Regions from separate parts of the Mus musculus genome. Here regions 2, 3, 4 and 5 are each linked to region 1. A link is a contact called in public HiCAR-type, HiChIP or PLAC-seq and promoter capture Hi-C data. All regions are on one chromosome and are shown on one strand. The core of a region is the stretch at or near the end of the contact, and the rest is flanking DNA. Distances in the headings are between cores, read along the strand shown. Region 1 holds the start of Glt1d1 (glycosyltransferase 1 domain containing 1). Region 2 holds the start of Fzd10os (frizzled class receptor 10, opposite strand). Region 3 has its middle 40 kb from the start of Gm33738. Region 4 has its middle 8.8 kb from the start of Gm33738. Region 5 holds the start of Tmem132d (transmembrane protein 132D).

What was found. Promoter capture Hi-C pulls out the DNA fragments that hold promoters and counts their contacts. HiCAR-type assays count read pairs that join an accessible place to other places. HiChIP or PLAC-seq counts read pairs in DNA pulled down with a chosen protein or histone mark.
Region 2: a contact with region 1 is called in a HiCAR-type map of astrocytes, with 5 times the contacts expected there. The contact joins the promoter of Fzd10os here to the promoter of Glt1d1 in region 1. A contact is called at or near these places in 2 of 39 promoter capture datasets (cranial neural crest and hippocampal neurons), 3 of 484 Hi-C or Micro-C datasets (all in embryonic stem cells), 5 of 115 datasets of contacts at active chromatin or transcription factors (astrocytes and embryonic stem cells) and 1 of 9 other capture datasets (embryonic stem cells).
Region 3: a promoter capture Hi-C map of hippocampal neurons shows a contact between it and region 1, with 7 times the contacts expected there. The contact joins the enhancer-like site here to the promoter of Glt1d1 in region 1. A contact is called at or near these places in 6 of 39 promoter capture datasets (the 3T3-L1 cell line, cranial neural crest, embryonic stem cells and 2 more) and 11 of 115 datasets of contacts at active chromatin or transcription factors (SST interneurons, embryonic basal ganglia, embryonic forebrain and 5 more).
Region 4: an H3K4me3 HiChIP or PLAC-seq map of embryonic forebrain shows a contact between it and region 1, with 6 times the contacts expected there. The contact joins the enhancer-like site here to the promoter of Glt1d1 in region 1. A contact is called at or near these places in 4 of 39 promoter capture datasets (cranial neural crest, frontonasal cranial neural crest, maxillary cranial neural crest and 1 more), 1 of 15 datasets of contacts at CTCF or cohesin (stem cell-derived epiblast-like cells), 3 of 484 Hi-C or Micro-C datasets (LSK cells, nephron progenitors and uterus) and 13 of 115 datasets of contacts at active chromatin or transcription factors (SST interneurons, embryonic basal ganglia, embryonic forebrain and 7 more).
Region 5: a contact with region 1 is called in an H3K4me3 HiChIP or PLAC-seq map of forebrain, with 12 times the contacts expected there. The contact joins the promoter of Tmem132d here to the promoter of Glt1d1 in region 1. A contact is called at or near these places in 12 of 39 promoter capture datasets (HPC-7-derived erythroid cells, cranial neural crest, embryonic stem cells and 8 more), 1 of 15 datasets of contacts at CTCF or cohesin (stem cell-derived epiblast-like cells), 14 of 484 Hi-C or Micro-C datasets (LSK cells, cerebral cortex, cortical neurons and 9 more) and 16 of 115 datasets of contacts at active chromatin or transcription factors (SST interneurons, astrocytes, craniofacial prominence and 10 more).

Annotation. Positions count from the first base shown.
Region 1 is chr5:127,630,932-127,633,688 of GRCm38.p6, reverse strand. It overlaps Glt1d1 (glycosyltransferase 1 domain containing 1), which reads right to left and starts at 1,427. Exons shown (of 12, transcript NM_177005.4): 1 at 1,338-1,427. The coding sequence starts at 1,405. It also overlaps a transcript of Slc15a4 not described here.
Region 2 is chr5:128,599,314-128,602,070 of GRCm38.p6, reverse strand. Fzd10os (frizzled class receptor 10, opposite strand) reads left to right here and starts at 1,384. Exons shown (of 6, transcript NR_015517.2): 1 at 1,384-1,534. It overlaps Fzd10 (frizzled class receptor 10), which reads right to left and starts at 965. Exons shown (of 1, transcript NM_175284.3): 1 at 1-965. The coding sequence starts at 853.
Region 3 is chr5:128,482,243-128,484,999 of GRCm38.p6, reverse strand. No RefSeq gene overlaps it. Among named protein-coding and RNA genes, the nearest start is that of Gm33738, 40 kb to the right of the region's middle. Within about 2 kb of position 1,344, at least 42 of the 459 cell types and tissues checked have an H3K27ac peak or open chromatin away from gene starts, as enhancers often do. A contact at or near this core is called in SST interneurons, embryonic stem cells, forebrain and 3 more, where this site is marked.
Region 4 is chr5:128,450,953-128,453,709 of GRCm38.p6, reverse strand. No RefSeq gene overlaps it. Among named protein-coding and RNA genes, the nearest start is that of Gm33738, 8.8 kb to the right of the region's middle. Within about 2 kb of position 1,354, at least 9 of the 459 cell types and tissues checked have an H3K27ac peak or open chromatin away from gene starts, as enhancers often do. A contact at or near this core is called in embryonic forebrain, where this site is marked.
Region 5 is chr5:128,431,702-128,434,458 of GRCm38.p6, reverse strand. It overlaps Tmem132d (transmembrane protein 132D), which reads left to right and starts at 1,382. Exons shown (of 9, transcript NM_172885.2): 1 at 1,382-2,173. The coding sequence starts at 2,095.

The sequences.
Region 1 (2,757 bases), core at 178-2,677:
TGCTTTCCCTCTGATCTTAGCTTACAAGCTACTTCTGCCGAGAGCCCAGCCTGGACCTTATCACTTGAAGGAGCCCCTCCAACGCAAAGGTTATATTGTTTTGGTATTGCTTTGCTTTGGAGATAGGCTCTCAAGTAGCTGGAAGTTGACAGTAGCAGAGGATGCCCTTGAACTTCTAATGGTCCTGCCTTCAGCTCCCAAAGGCTGGGGTTATCAGCATGTGGTCATGTACAACCGCACCTCCTGGGTTTATGCACTGCTGGGAACGGAACCCAGGGATTCACCTATGCTTGCCTGGCACTCTATCAAATTGGCCACACCCCAGCATGGTTTTATTTGCTCCATGGTCCCAATCGCCCTGGAATGATTTACCCCTGTGTTTACTCTCCTTGTAAATGACTTGCACTTTTCTACTGGAAAGAGCTCAGTCCACAGAGAGCCCGAAGAGTGACTGAATTAGAGGGAGGGGAATCTCACACAATCACAACACTATCACCACTCCGGGGAAACTTCAGGTATGCATCTGCCCGCCTTTGGTTGTTCACTGTGATCTTGAGAGGAACTGTAACATTTTTTTTAGCTTGAAGACTCAACGGCTCTTTCCCATGATGAGGAAACATACCCACTGGGGGCGGGGGGGGGGGGGGAGCCATTGGGAAATGTCTTGAAGCAAGTGGAAGGGGAGGGAGAGAGCGCGCGCGGGGGGCGGGGGGGAGCGAGCAAGTGAGCACGGGCACGTAAGTGTCTGCTTTTCCAATGATTCAGACCAGCCCGGTTTGATCCAGGCAACCAGATGGCCAGAGGTGAATGGACCCGCCTTCCCTGCCTTGTCCTGGCTCCAGGCTTCCGTCCCAGGTAAACATACAAAGCAAAAAGAGGCCTAATTAAATAAAATAAGCTGAGCGTTCAGAAGAGAACCAGGTAGGAAGTGCGGGCGCGGGGGAGGGAATGGCAGCAGCCACGGAACTCGGACCCTGAATCTCCGCACGTGCTGGAGCATCCGATGCACCGGGACTCTGCGTCTTTCCAGCCACGTGGGTCCCCGCTTCTCATCCCAGGCCACTCTGCCCAAAGCTCAAGTCTGCAGCGAGGCCTTTGCTGAGCCTCTGGTTTCCCCCACCACCACCCCGCGTCCCAGCGCTGGCCCAGGCGGCCTCTTTGCGGCATCCTAGGGCACTCACAATAGCCAGACAGGGCAGCAGGCAGCTGGAATCAGAGCTGCAGCCCCTCGCGCCCGCACCTGCGCCTACAACCCGGCCGTTTGTGCACGCGCGGCTCCGGCGCCCGGCCCAGTCCGGCATCCCCACGCGAGGGATGCTCAGGTCCCCGCAACATACCGTAGGCGCCCAGCTGTGACCGCGTTGCCAGTGTGAGGCCTCAGTACTGCCAGGAACAGGAGCCGCATGTCGTCGCTACCGCCAAGAACTGGGCCACCAGGCCCGGGCGGAGGGGTAGGGGTGGATTCGGTCCCGCCTGCTGTTCCAAGGCGGAGCCCGCAGGTTCAGGGGTAGGGAGGGGAGGGGAGGAGGGAGGGAAGGCAGGGAGGGCAGGGGAGGGGACACGAAGGGAAGGGAAGGGAGAAGGGAGATCTGGGGGCCCCGAGGGGACCTGAGGAGACTAGCGGGTGGGGGTGGGGGTGGGGGTCACGAGACCAGGTGTCAGACAGCCACGAGCTCAGAAAGATGGGAGGTGGGGGGAGGTTGTCCACTCTTCAGGCACCAAGAACATAGGTTGTCCTGTGACTTCCCCTCGTAAAGATCATGAGTTGGGCTCCTACATGCAACATAGTGGCTGATACAGAGACTGCTCCCCCAGAGACTAGGACCAGGTGAGGTGTAGGTACAAGACCACATGTGGAGAGGGGACTTGAGCTTCACTTTGCATTGAGAGGACCCTAGACCCTAAGGATGCCCTGGACTCTATGTATGTAGGCAGTCCGTCCTTTTGTAGACTCTGGCTTCCCCAAACTAAGTTCTGTGAACTTCCAGAGAAAGAGTATGGAGAACCAAAATAGAGAAGGCTGTTATGGAGCTGGCTGGGTTCAGGGATGTAGGTTTGCAATTCCAGGAATACAGAGACTGAGGCAGGAGGATTGCTGTAAGTTGAAGACCAGCCACAAGATTCTGAGGAAAGGAGGGGAAGTGGGGGGGGGGGGGCACCCAGCAGCCCTGGATTTCTTGCTTGCTAGACTCTTCTTCCAAGCGTTAAGCCACATCCACATCCGCAGCCTCAGGCAGTTTTTGAGGAGTGTGGTGTAAGGCTAGGAAGTCAGGTTTGTGCAGAGCCCAGGGCTCAGAGCCTCCTGCACTAAATACACCTGAGCAGGAAGGGTGGGAAGAGACAGTCTTGTGACAGCGTGACATTTGGGTGAATTCATGGCGTTTTACAAAGACATGTGCATTATTTAAAGCCCATCAATATTATAGAACCAATATTCTAAGCATAGCCCCGGAAATTAATCTCTTCCCATCCCTGAAAACTCCCTAACAACTTCAAAGAAGAAAGAGTAGGTGCCTGGGTCCCTTGAGTAGCCTTCTCCCAGTCCAGCTTCGTAACACACTGGTCTCTGATTGTCAATGGACAAAGCCTGCCTCTGCAGGGGAACACTGGACCCACTCTCCTACCTATTCACAGGGGGGAAGCAAGGGAAGGTTGGTTGGTTTGTTTGATTGTTTGATTGTTTTTTTTTAATCATATAATTACCTGATTCTTCCTTCTCTCCACAGAAAAGACTAATAGGACTTGCTCTTTTCTTTT
Region 2 (2,757 bases), core at 135-2,634, 970 kb before region 1:
CCGCGAAGAGGCGGATGATATAGCCCACCGAATAAACGCAGTAGCACATGGAGAGGAAGATGATAGGACGTTCGGGGTACCTGAAGCGCGATGGGTCGATGAGGAAGGTGAGCACGGTGAAGGCGCTGGAGAAGAAGCACAGCACGGACCAGATGGCCAGCCAGACCACAGCGAAGCGCTTGTCGTCGCGGCTCCAATACACATCCACCCCCGGAGTGCAAAGCGGTGCGCAAGATTCGCTCTTCTCCACATGGTGGAACTTGCCTGGGTTGTCACAACCTGCGCGCCCCGGACCCCCGTCCTTTAGTGGGTGCTCCTGCGCGCTGTGGGGCCTCTGGGGCCTGAAGAGCGGAGGAAACATGCCAGAGCCCCGGCTGGGCTCATCCGAGCCGTTGTTGGGTGCCTCCATGCACAGGTAGTTGGGGTCGTTCTTGTTGGGGAGCTTGCTGCAATCCAGGGAGTCCGGCCACCTGAATTTGAACTGCTCCATGATCGGCGAGCACTTGAGCCGGGCCTGCTCGCACATGACCCGGCAAGCAGGGATGGGTGTGGAGACCTGCTCGGTGCACATGGGCGCGTACAGCGAACACAGGAAGAAGCGAAGGTGGCTGTGGCAGCCGTACTCCACGAGCGGCGCGAACTCGTGCAGTTGGATGGCCGCCTCGCGCTGGTTCTCGTGACCCATCAGGTTGGGCATGCGGGTGGTGTTGTAGCCGATGTCCTTGCACATGGGAATCTCCACCGGCTGGCACTTGCCGTCTCCAGGGCGCTCTAAGTCCATGGAGCTGATGGCCGTGCACGAGCCTATCATCACCTGCAGCACCAGCCACAGGCGCGGGCCCGGGTGTTGCATGGTGGCGCCCTCAATGTCCCAGCGCCGCTCAGGGCCGCCGCTCCCGGGCACGGGCTGTTGCTGCTGCCCGCGGCTCCGCGCCCCGGCTCGGGCCCCCGCGCATGCCCATCCAGTCTGGCCGGAGCGCTCGCGGCGCCCGGGGCCACCGCGGTGGGCGCGCGGCCTCAGCGGAGTCGGGGGGCGGCGGGGGAGGGGAGCGAAGTTTGCAAACAATACGGCGGAGCGAGCGCCGCTCAGCGCGCAAACTTTGGCCTCTTCTTCCGGGCGCGGGCGATCGCGGACCGCGGTGGGGCAGCGCGGGCACACCGTGGCCCTGGGCCCTGGAGCTCCTCCCTCCCGGCGCCCGCAGCTGCTTCCAGCACGGCGTCCCGGGATGAGAAGACTTGCAAAGAGGCAAAGAGTAGCAAAGAGGGAAAAAAAAAAAAAAAAAAAGCAAAGCCGATTGGTGACAGGCCCCGCCTCCGCCCGCCGCCCCGCCCCGCTGCTGCTTTGCATCAGAAAGCCTTGCGCCCCGGGCAGCCTCCGCCCTCAGCCCCAGCTTGGGGCTGGACCCCAGCCTCCAGCCTCACCTCCTGCCGGCCTCTCTGCTTGCCCTCCCCGCCCCAGAGGGGGGGTGGGAGGCCTTGAGATTGTCCCCGGTACCCCAAGGACGCCGAGGTTACGGGAAGTTTGGGGACTCGGGTAAGGGTGGTCCTCACCCGGGGTTGGGGGCTGGGGACGCATCTTCTACTTTTACGACCGGGCCCTGGCGGAGGGCACTTTCAAAGAGACACGGGATTTGCGTTTTATGACCGTGCTCATAAAAAAGTGGCCCCTCGGCTTGTAAAGCTGCCCGCATCTTCCCGAAGCCGGGGGTTTGCTGCCCGGGGCGCGGAGCTCGGACTCCGGGGAGGGGCTGCCTTTGAAATTTCAAAAGGGCCGAGTGCAGGGGAGGGGGAGGGGACTTGGGAAGCCGGAGTTTAGGGCCTCTTCTGCAAGGTCTACTCAAAGAAAGAAGGGAGGGGGCGGGGAGGAGACTTTCCGGGCCGCTGACACCCCGCACCCCGAGAAGAGGGGCTTGGCTTGAATCGTGGTGACCCTTGCCCCGCCAAGGCCACCGTGTTGGGGACCATCGCGCCAAGCCGGCTGGTGGTTTCTCCAAGCGGCTGAGTTTATTTATTATAGGAAGTTGTGTATTTATATTATTTGGCGAAAGATGTGCTCGGCCTGCGTCCTCCTGGGAGGCGGAGGCTGAGCCCCGGCCTACACGCGCACGGCTGGTTCCCACGCAGAGTGGTGGGGCCTCTCCGTGCCTTGCTATGCTGGCTCCTGCCCCTTGGTTGGTTTTGGGCTAATCTGTGATAAGGACACAGAGCTTCAACCTCCTTCCCCCGCACAGGGAGTGAGTGCACCATGGGAGCCCACCGCAGTCCTTAGATGTCCGAGAGATCTGGGGTGCGGCACCTGTCGCGGACTCTTGGCTTTGGATAAACAGCCCTCAGGGCGGTGGCCCACTCTCTCCTTAGACCCCACCCCACCCCCATTCAGGTCTGCGTTTTAAGTGTCTGGGAAACTACCAGGACCTCCAGTGCGGACTCCCCCAACTGCATAGGTGCAGCTAAGTCCCCTGCTCATCTTTCGGCCAGTCAGTCTTGCGCACCCCAGGGCCGAGTTGGGTGCACAGATGCCTGGAAGCCTTCAGTGGCTCCAGCCAAGCCAGGAACGAGGCTACCCAGGACCCCTCCTCCCCGCCCTGCCTTGCGCTTCCTGCAGAGGATCGACTTCTAATTAAAACAAGGCTTCAGCGTCCCATCTGCAGGGAGTTCTTCCTCTTTACCCCCCTTTCATTTGTCAGACATAGCGGACAGACCTGAGGCTGGGACACTCCCAGGACCTGCTGAGTCCTGGGGGTGGGGGGCGGAGGG
Region 3 (2,757 bases), core at 95-2,594, 850 kb before region 1:
ACACACGCACGCACGCACTTTAAAATAAAATACAGTACATGCCCAGCAAAAGAATCTTAAGAAGGGAGGATTTGTTCTGGCTTACAGTACCAGGGGAGAATACAGTCTACTGTAACAGAGAAGGCATGGTCATAGGAGCTGTGTGGCAGCTGGCCACATTGTCTCTGCAATCAGGAGACAGTGACAGTCCATGCCCCCAGCCCATGGGATCGAGCCTCGCACAATTCAGGTGAGTCTTCTTACCTCAGCCAGCTCTCTATAAACACACCCCCTCATAGATAAGCCCAGAATTTGTCTCTTCCCTGATTCTAGATCCTGTCACGCTGACAATGTCAACCATCACAGCGATCCTGTCGAAACTCATCAAGAAACCCGCAAAGTGACATATTATTATGACTTTTAACTGGTGTATGATTGGTAATCTGGGAGTGTTTAGAAACCTTGGGACTTGTTGATAGACGTGGGGGGAAAAAGTGTTCTTTAGGCTTCTCTCGAGCCAAATAAAAATACAGCAAACGTATACAGGAGAAGCACAGCCTTCTATGATAGACTGGGACTGGGATGGCTGAGAGAGAGAGGAGGGGGCTTAAGCTGGCTTATGGAATCAATGAAATTGACCTGGAGAAAGCCGTGCTCCTCCCAGGTGACAGCAGCCTTTAGTCTAAGCAGACTCATTAGCGACAGCTCATTGATGTCCCTGGGGAGGGAGAGACTGTCCAGCCACCTGGTGACAAGACACTGGCTCATCCCTGAGTGCCACCTTCCACAGCAGAGGAAGGGTTTTCTTTTTCTATTCTCTGCTTCTGAATGCCCAGCCCTGCTGGTGTACCGGTGGAACTGGCTTCCTGCTCTGCTAAGGACCAACGTCATAACATGATGTGTCAGCTGAGTTTCTTTCTCTTTGGAGTATGGATTCTTCTAAAAACTAAAAAAAAAAAAAAAAAAAAAAAAAAAAAAAAAATTAAAAAATTAAAAAATTAAAAAATTAAAACTAAAAGAAAATAGAACAAAAGAACAGCACTAGTTTTTTTTTCCTTTTTTGGGGGGGGGTCTTCCAATTCCCACTCCTCCAGTCATTTAGAACCTGTTACAGCCACCCACAGACTTTTCAGTGGGGTTGCTGAGAAAGAAATGCTTCGTGCTTTAATGTCTTTTAAAAATCTTTTTTTAATATTTTTATCTTTGAGAGTCTTCTGTGAACAGGAGAGCATCCTAGTGTATGCCGAGCGAGCGCAAGAGATACCCAAGCTTGTGTTTCCTGAAGTTAATGTTCACCACTGCTCTCTCCCTAATGAGCTCGGAGACATTTCCCCATCTCACACAGAAGCAAGTAAATGTGTCTGCATGGGTCTGCTCTGGACGGACAGAGCTCCAGAGTCGGCTCCTGGACAGGGTTCCCAGTGATTGACAGCGGGTCCTCATCCGCAGCGGACTGCCTCCTCCAGGTGGGGATGGGGTCGGCTACTCTTCTGCGAGCTTCTTCCCAAGTCCTTGGTGTTATAACGGGAATGAATTGGAGGCCATTTGTTTTCCTTCGCAAGTGCCAGCTTTTTAAAAAACAGACACCTACACACCTCTCCTCAGATCTCAATCTATTATGAGTTTGAAAGCAACATATTCTTGGGATTGAAATCACCTCCTTCACACACCCGAAGAAGCACACCTCTGCACTTTTCAGGATATTCATGAGAGGGAAAGAGCGAGGCTTGTGTTCTGTTCTCCTCACTGCAGGATCCCCCACCCCCTTCCGTTCTGATTCGCATCTTTTAATCCTTTGGCTGAGTCCTAGGGGGATGAGTTTGGCAGGATTGGCCTGGTTTGCATAACAAAAGCAGAATCCAGTCCCTGAACAAAATGACCTGAGAGACTGCAAGTGACCCTATGTGGAGAACTGCTGGGGGGAGAATTGTTGCCCTGGATGCAGTTTCGCTGTTCCTGGCAGCAGGAGCCCAGCGGCAGCTACACTCCCACAAGCCTGTAACTGCACCCGAACCCCGTGTATCTCCGCAGTCACTCGCCTCAGCAGCTGGGGTCCTTTCTAATTAGCCACCTTGTGTCCTGGCTGACCTCAATTTCTGCTCCTTGGAGAAGATAAATCATCTCCCTTATCCCCGGCCGATGGCTCAGCCCAACCTTTGAGCTCATGACGGAACGCTCCAGAAACAGAAGCCGAGGAGCAGAACAAGGCTGGTCGGGGTTCGGGAGGCAGCTTTGTAGCCGCTCGTAGCTGGACAGGAAGGTACCAACTGAGCTGAGCTTGTCTGTCCTGTCTGCTCCAAGCTTGGCAAAATCAACAGAAACCGGGTCCCAGAGCAGTGGTTTTCTCAATGGAGGGGTTAACTCAAGAGGGGTTGGAACCCAGAATCCAGGGGAGCTTTGCAGCCCCCCTAGGTCACGCACGGAACCAGCCAAATCCAAGTTTTCAGATTTGGGTGGGGTGGAAGCCAGGGCGTAAATATTTCCCATCCTTAAACTTCATGGGGCTGTCGCTGAGGTTTGGGGAAGAACTCTGACAGGATTAGGATCGTTTGCTCACTGAAGAAGATGTGTGTGGACAGAGCAGAGGGGAAATCATCTAGGGATGCGTGAGTTATACCGCGTACTGCCTGTTTCCTGGGGTCTTCAATCGGGCCGCTCACATAAGCAATTCCTTCACAGACTGGTCTGATGCCTCAGTGAGAAAGCGCAAGGACTTGAGTTCAAGCCCCCAGAGCCCATGTAAGAAAGCTGACTGAGACGGTGTGCTTGAAATCCTAC
Region 4 (2,757 bases), core at 105-2,604, 820 kb before region 1:
TATGTATCTATCTATTATTTGTCTGTCTGTCTGTCTATCTATCTATCTATCTATCTATCTATCTATCTATCTATGCATGCATGCATGTATTTATCTATGTATCTATGTATGCATACATATATGTATCTCTCTAGCTATGCATGCATGTATGTATGTATGTTTGTATATATGTATGTATGTATATGTGTATCTCTCATCTATTTTCATCTGTCAGTTCTGTTCTATAGAGAACCCTGACTAATAGACTAAGTGTTTGGGAGGCAGAGGCAGGAGAATCACAAGTTGAAGGTCACCTTAGGCAACTTACTAAATTCAACGCCAGCCTTGACTATATAAGACCCTGTCTCAAGAAATTAAATGTATGTATACACATGAGTATAGATTCAGATTCCATACCATTTGCAATCACTCTTCTCAGTCAGCTTTAATGTCATCTCTATAAATACTCAAGTGAAATCAGTCATTTTCACATGGGAAAATTTTTGTTTGCTTCGTTGTGGGTAACAGAAACCTCAGGAAAAACTAATCCTTATATGATGCCCACAGCACACACAGTCACAAACTCATACTCTCACATACTCACATGTACACACACAGTCACACCCTTGCACACTCACACACACATTCTCACACACATGCACTCAAACACTCATGCCCTCACACTCACACATGCCCTCACAGTCATACACACTCGCACACTGGCGTACATACACACATACACTCTTGCATACATAGTCACACACTCACACACTATCACACAAATCCACACTATAACCACAGACACATATACACACTCATCCACACTTATACACATACTCACAAACATTTACACTCACTCTCACACATACACATGTTCACTTACACACATATACACACTCATACACACTCACATACACACTCACACATACACACTTATACACATATACATACTCATGCACATATTCATCCTCTCTCTCTCTCTCTCTCTGTCTCTCTCTCTCTCTCTCTCTCTCACACACACACACACACACACACACACACACACACATACACACACACTCTGACTATTTCAGGAGGTTTAATAGAAACCTCAAGACAATGGGTGCATGTGTATGTGTCTGGTTTTCATGCTCTGCCTGTCCAGTGTCTGCCGGGATAGATTCAAACTGTATGCACTCAGCAAGCCTACTTCTCCAGGCAGCTAACGGCTTAATCAGGGAGCCCAGCCCCCTCCACTGTATGTTTGCCGCATCCCCCCCCCCCGAATATGCAGCTCCAGCCTCTTCCCTGACACATGTCTTCCTCTGTTGCTCAGCTCACAGAACAGATGGCAGACACATAACCCGCCTCAGAATTCAGTTGCAAGTATCAGGCAGCCTGATCATGTGAATGGTCCGTCTGGGGATGGCTGCCCACCATTGGTCTCCTCCTCCAGGGCTAGAGGAAATCCACTGAAGAAGCAGTTAGAAAGCTCATGCCACTGCATAGATCCCCTCAAAGAGGCTCACCAGGGCTCCTGGTAGGACCCACAGAAACAAGGAATGACAGACAAAGGCAAGAAGAGAGAAAAGGACACTGGGTATATGTAGGACTGAGGACTCAGCTGGAAGCCTGTCCTCTGTTGTTGGGGAGCACCAGGGAGCACCTGCTGCATCTTGAGTTACATCTGGAGAGTCACAAAGGTCCAGATTATTCATGAGGCTCCTCTGGCTTCTGAATAAGGTTCCCCCACAAGCTGCACCTTCAGCAAGGGCAGCCTTTCCAGGCATTCAAAGCTGTGGGGAAAAGGGCATTTTCAGTGAACCAAACGTCACCTTCATCTATTTGCAGAGGAACAAGGAATAAATAAACGGACTCAGAAGTATAAATGCGTAATGAATAAAATAACAGCAACAACAGGACGCGGCTGACCTCTCCAGTTACTTGCTCATTGCAGTGAAAGCGGCTTTCTGTACCTGTCGCCTGCCTGCTGTGCCTCCAATCAGGATGAAGTCCTTAGACAGTGTCAGGCTCCCACAGTGCTTGCTGATGACACTTGTAAATTCGGGGAGGATGTCTACGTTGAATTAAAATGTGACTATTAAAATTCTACAATGCAGTCTTCCAGAAGAAATCGCCAGTCTTTTAGCCGAGGCACAAGAAATGGCTTTGATTAAAGCTCCATGAAACACACAAATATCCCATGATTATGTGCACAGGCTGAGTCCCAGCAGTGAATGAAAGAAACTCCTTTGTAACCAGTAATCTTGTAGGTTTAATCTTGGTGGGTTAGGGAAATTTTACATAGGGGCTGCTGGGGTGACTTAGCTTGCTGCCAGACCCAATGTGTAGAGTTTGAGCTCTAGTTCCCACATGGTGGGAGGAGGGAACGAAGTCCCCAAAACGTATTTTTTTATCTCCATAGGTTTGCTGTGGTACTTCCCCCTCCCCAATTAAAAAGAAAAGGTGTAAAAACAAAACAAAAAAAACCTAAGGAGCGGTGGTGGTGAGATAGTAACACTGGCTGCCCAGGCTGATGGCCCAAGTTTGAGTCACATGGCGGAGGAGAGAACCAACTTCCACAAGTTGTGCTCAGACCTTTCCCACAGTGCTGTTCCAGGCATATGCCTCCTCCTAACATGAACACATGTAATTTTTAAGGTTCTTTCAAAGATTTTACTTGATGTGGGTTGACTGCGAGATATGTAAGTGCAGTACCCAACGAGGCCAGAAGAGGGCACTGGTTCCCCCCCAATGGGTGTGGTCTTGAAGGCTGTAGAGGCTGGGCCAGTGGATCCA
Region 5 (2,757 bases), core at 133-2,632, 800 kb before region 1:
TTCTGTGAGTCCTGTCATGTTCTAACTTAAAAGTCACCATGAAGACCCACCTCTGGGGGTTCCCACAAAGGTTTAACTGAAGAGGAAGGTTCATCCTGAATGTGGGTGCTACCATGGATGGACAGAGGCCCCAGACTAAATACAGAGAGAGCAAGTTGAGCACCAGCCTGGCGCCCTCGCCCCCAGTTTCTGACTGCAGATGCCATGTGACCAGCTGCCTCATGCTCTTTGCTGCCAAGCTGTGATAAAAACAAAGATCAAAAGCAACTTGAGGAGAAGTGGGTTGGTTTCATCCTCTAGTTTAAATCCATCATGGAGGGAAGTTAGAGTCGGAATCCGGAGACAGGAACAGACACACAGAAGCAGTGGAAGGAAGCGGCCCACTGACTTGCTCTCCATGGCCTTTGTAGCTTTCCTTTCATATAAAACCCAGGACCACCCGCCCAGGGGCGGTACTACTTCCAGTGGCTCCTCCCACAGCAATCATTGATCCAGAAAATGCCCACAGGCTCCCTACAGGGCAATCTGATGGAGGCATTTAGTCAGCGGAGGTTTCTTCTTCCCAAATGACGCTAGCTCATGTCAACCGGACAAAAACTAACCAATTCATGCCTGTGAGCCCAAAACGGACTCTCTTTCCCTTAAGTTGCTTTTGTTAAGTATTTTGTCATGGCACAAAGAAAATTAACTAACCCAGTCCATTTTTATCCGCAGAAGTGAACCCACTCGTTGGAGTGATGCTGGGTTTCCTCTCTGAATCCCCACAACATCTGCTTGTTTCCAAGGCTCTGCGGAGCAGTGAGGAGGGCTCCGGCTCGGGACACTAGCATGGGTATTATGTATCTTGGTGTGAGTTCGCCTTAGATACCCTGGAAGGCATGAGTGGAGAGCTGTACCTATTAGCTTTTCAATGAAATATCTTCCCTAATGCCAATTCCCTAATGCCCAAAGGCCAGCGGGGAGCCAGGATGGAAATCTTTCAGGGACAGGAATTTGAGGGTCATTTTGGCATCCCAGGCTCACAATCTAGAGTTCACCGGAAACACTTCAGCCTATGTTAGGGGTTCCTGAACTGTCCTTGCCTGAAGGCCGCCTATAGTCAGAAGCTTTAAGAAGGCAGGGCAGATGGCCTTTCCACACCTGTTGTGAGCGTGGACATCCACGCTGGTTCTCGTGCGCGCTCCTCGGGGCTTGCGGGGTGTCCATAACCTCCTTTGAACATCTCCCTCCTATTCGAGCACATAGAGAGGGCGACTGCGAGGCTGGGCGCCCCGCAACCAGGAAGGTGGGACCTACTTTGCGGATTGGGGCTCACAGCTGTCACTCCAGAAGGGTGGGGCTTAAAAAGAGAGAGAGAGGGAGAGAGGAAGAGAGAGAAATTAGGAAGCAACAACCCCAGCCCGCCTGGGCACGCTGCTCTGGGTGCGCTCGGATGCAGCCGCCCCGAGCTCGCGCCTACTCGTCCGCGCGCCGCTCGCCCTCCGCCCCGAGCGCTGCTCGTCTCCGGAGCCGGCCGTGCGCCGGGCGCGCGTGGGGAGCCGGGGCGGGCTGGGGTGGAGCCGCAGCGCCCCGCAAACTTTGGGCGGCGGAGCGCGCGCGCCGAAGCCCCGTGGCGCGGGATGGGGGCGGCGAGGCTATGTGCCCCGGGTCCCCACGCGTGCCTGGCTACCAGCCCGGGGACCCCCGCGCCGCCTCTGCCCGCGCCCCGGGCCCCGCAACCTCGCAGCCCCGCAGCCGCCCGCGCGCGCTAGCCCACCGCAGCCTCCCAGCCGGAGTCCTCAGAGCGCTCTCCATGCTTGGGGACGCAACACCGGAGACCCCCCTTGTGGAGTGAAATTCAATTCACGAGCCAGTCCTCAGCGCAGTCGAAAGACTGAGGTGAGCCTCGGCCTGCGCTGCGGGACCCCGGAGCCTGAGCGGCCTGGCTATGGACCTGTGGGGACCCGGCACAGGGCGGCCCTGCTGCTCGGGTCCCTAGCCAGATGCGTCTTGGTCATCCAGCTCAGCTTCTCTTCTCCGGGGATCTGGCGACATCCCTTCTTCAGCCAGAGGACACCACGGAGGAGCAGAGGACCCGCGCTCCAAGTCTCCAGGATGTGCCCATCTGAGATGGGGACTCTGTGGTACCTCTGGTCTCCCGTGCTCATCAGCCTAGCTGCCCTTTTCTCCAAAGGTGAGGACGCTGGGGCTACCTGGGCCCGGGGGACTTAACTTTGCTGAGAGTAGATGTGGATGTGGGTGGCCCAGAGAGGGCCGGTGGGTGTGTGTGTGTGTGTGTGTGTGTGTGTGTGTGTGTGTGTGTGTACACAGCAGGTTTGTGGAGCCAAGGTTCCGGGGCAGACACCTTGGCAGCAGGTGATTTCCCTGGAAGTCTTGGTATGATGCCCTAGGAGAGTGTGCCTAAGCGACAAAGGGAAACGGGGAAGCCTAGTCTGCCCTGGCCCTGGACGCTTCCTAGAATTTGGTGTGGACTTCCCAACTGGCCCTAACCGGTTTAGAAATAATTCTCAACAGCCCTGCTGTGCGAGAATGTCAGCTAGTGTACCACGGGCCGTTAAGAACACAGTTGGCCAGAGACCCTTTCAGCCCAGGGTCTCCTGGGTCGGCCTTCTGCAGCTGCTGTGTGTGTATAGGGGATGGGGGTGGGGGTGGGTGGGGGGATAGGAGAATACTTCCACAGATGCTCTACTGTCTATCTGACCCAAGTCTTCCCAGTGGGGTCCTGACATGGGGCCGTGAGTAGAAGCGGGAAGCCCC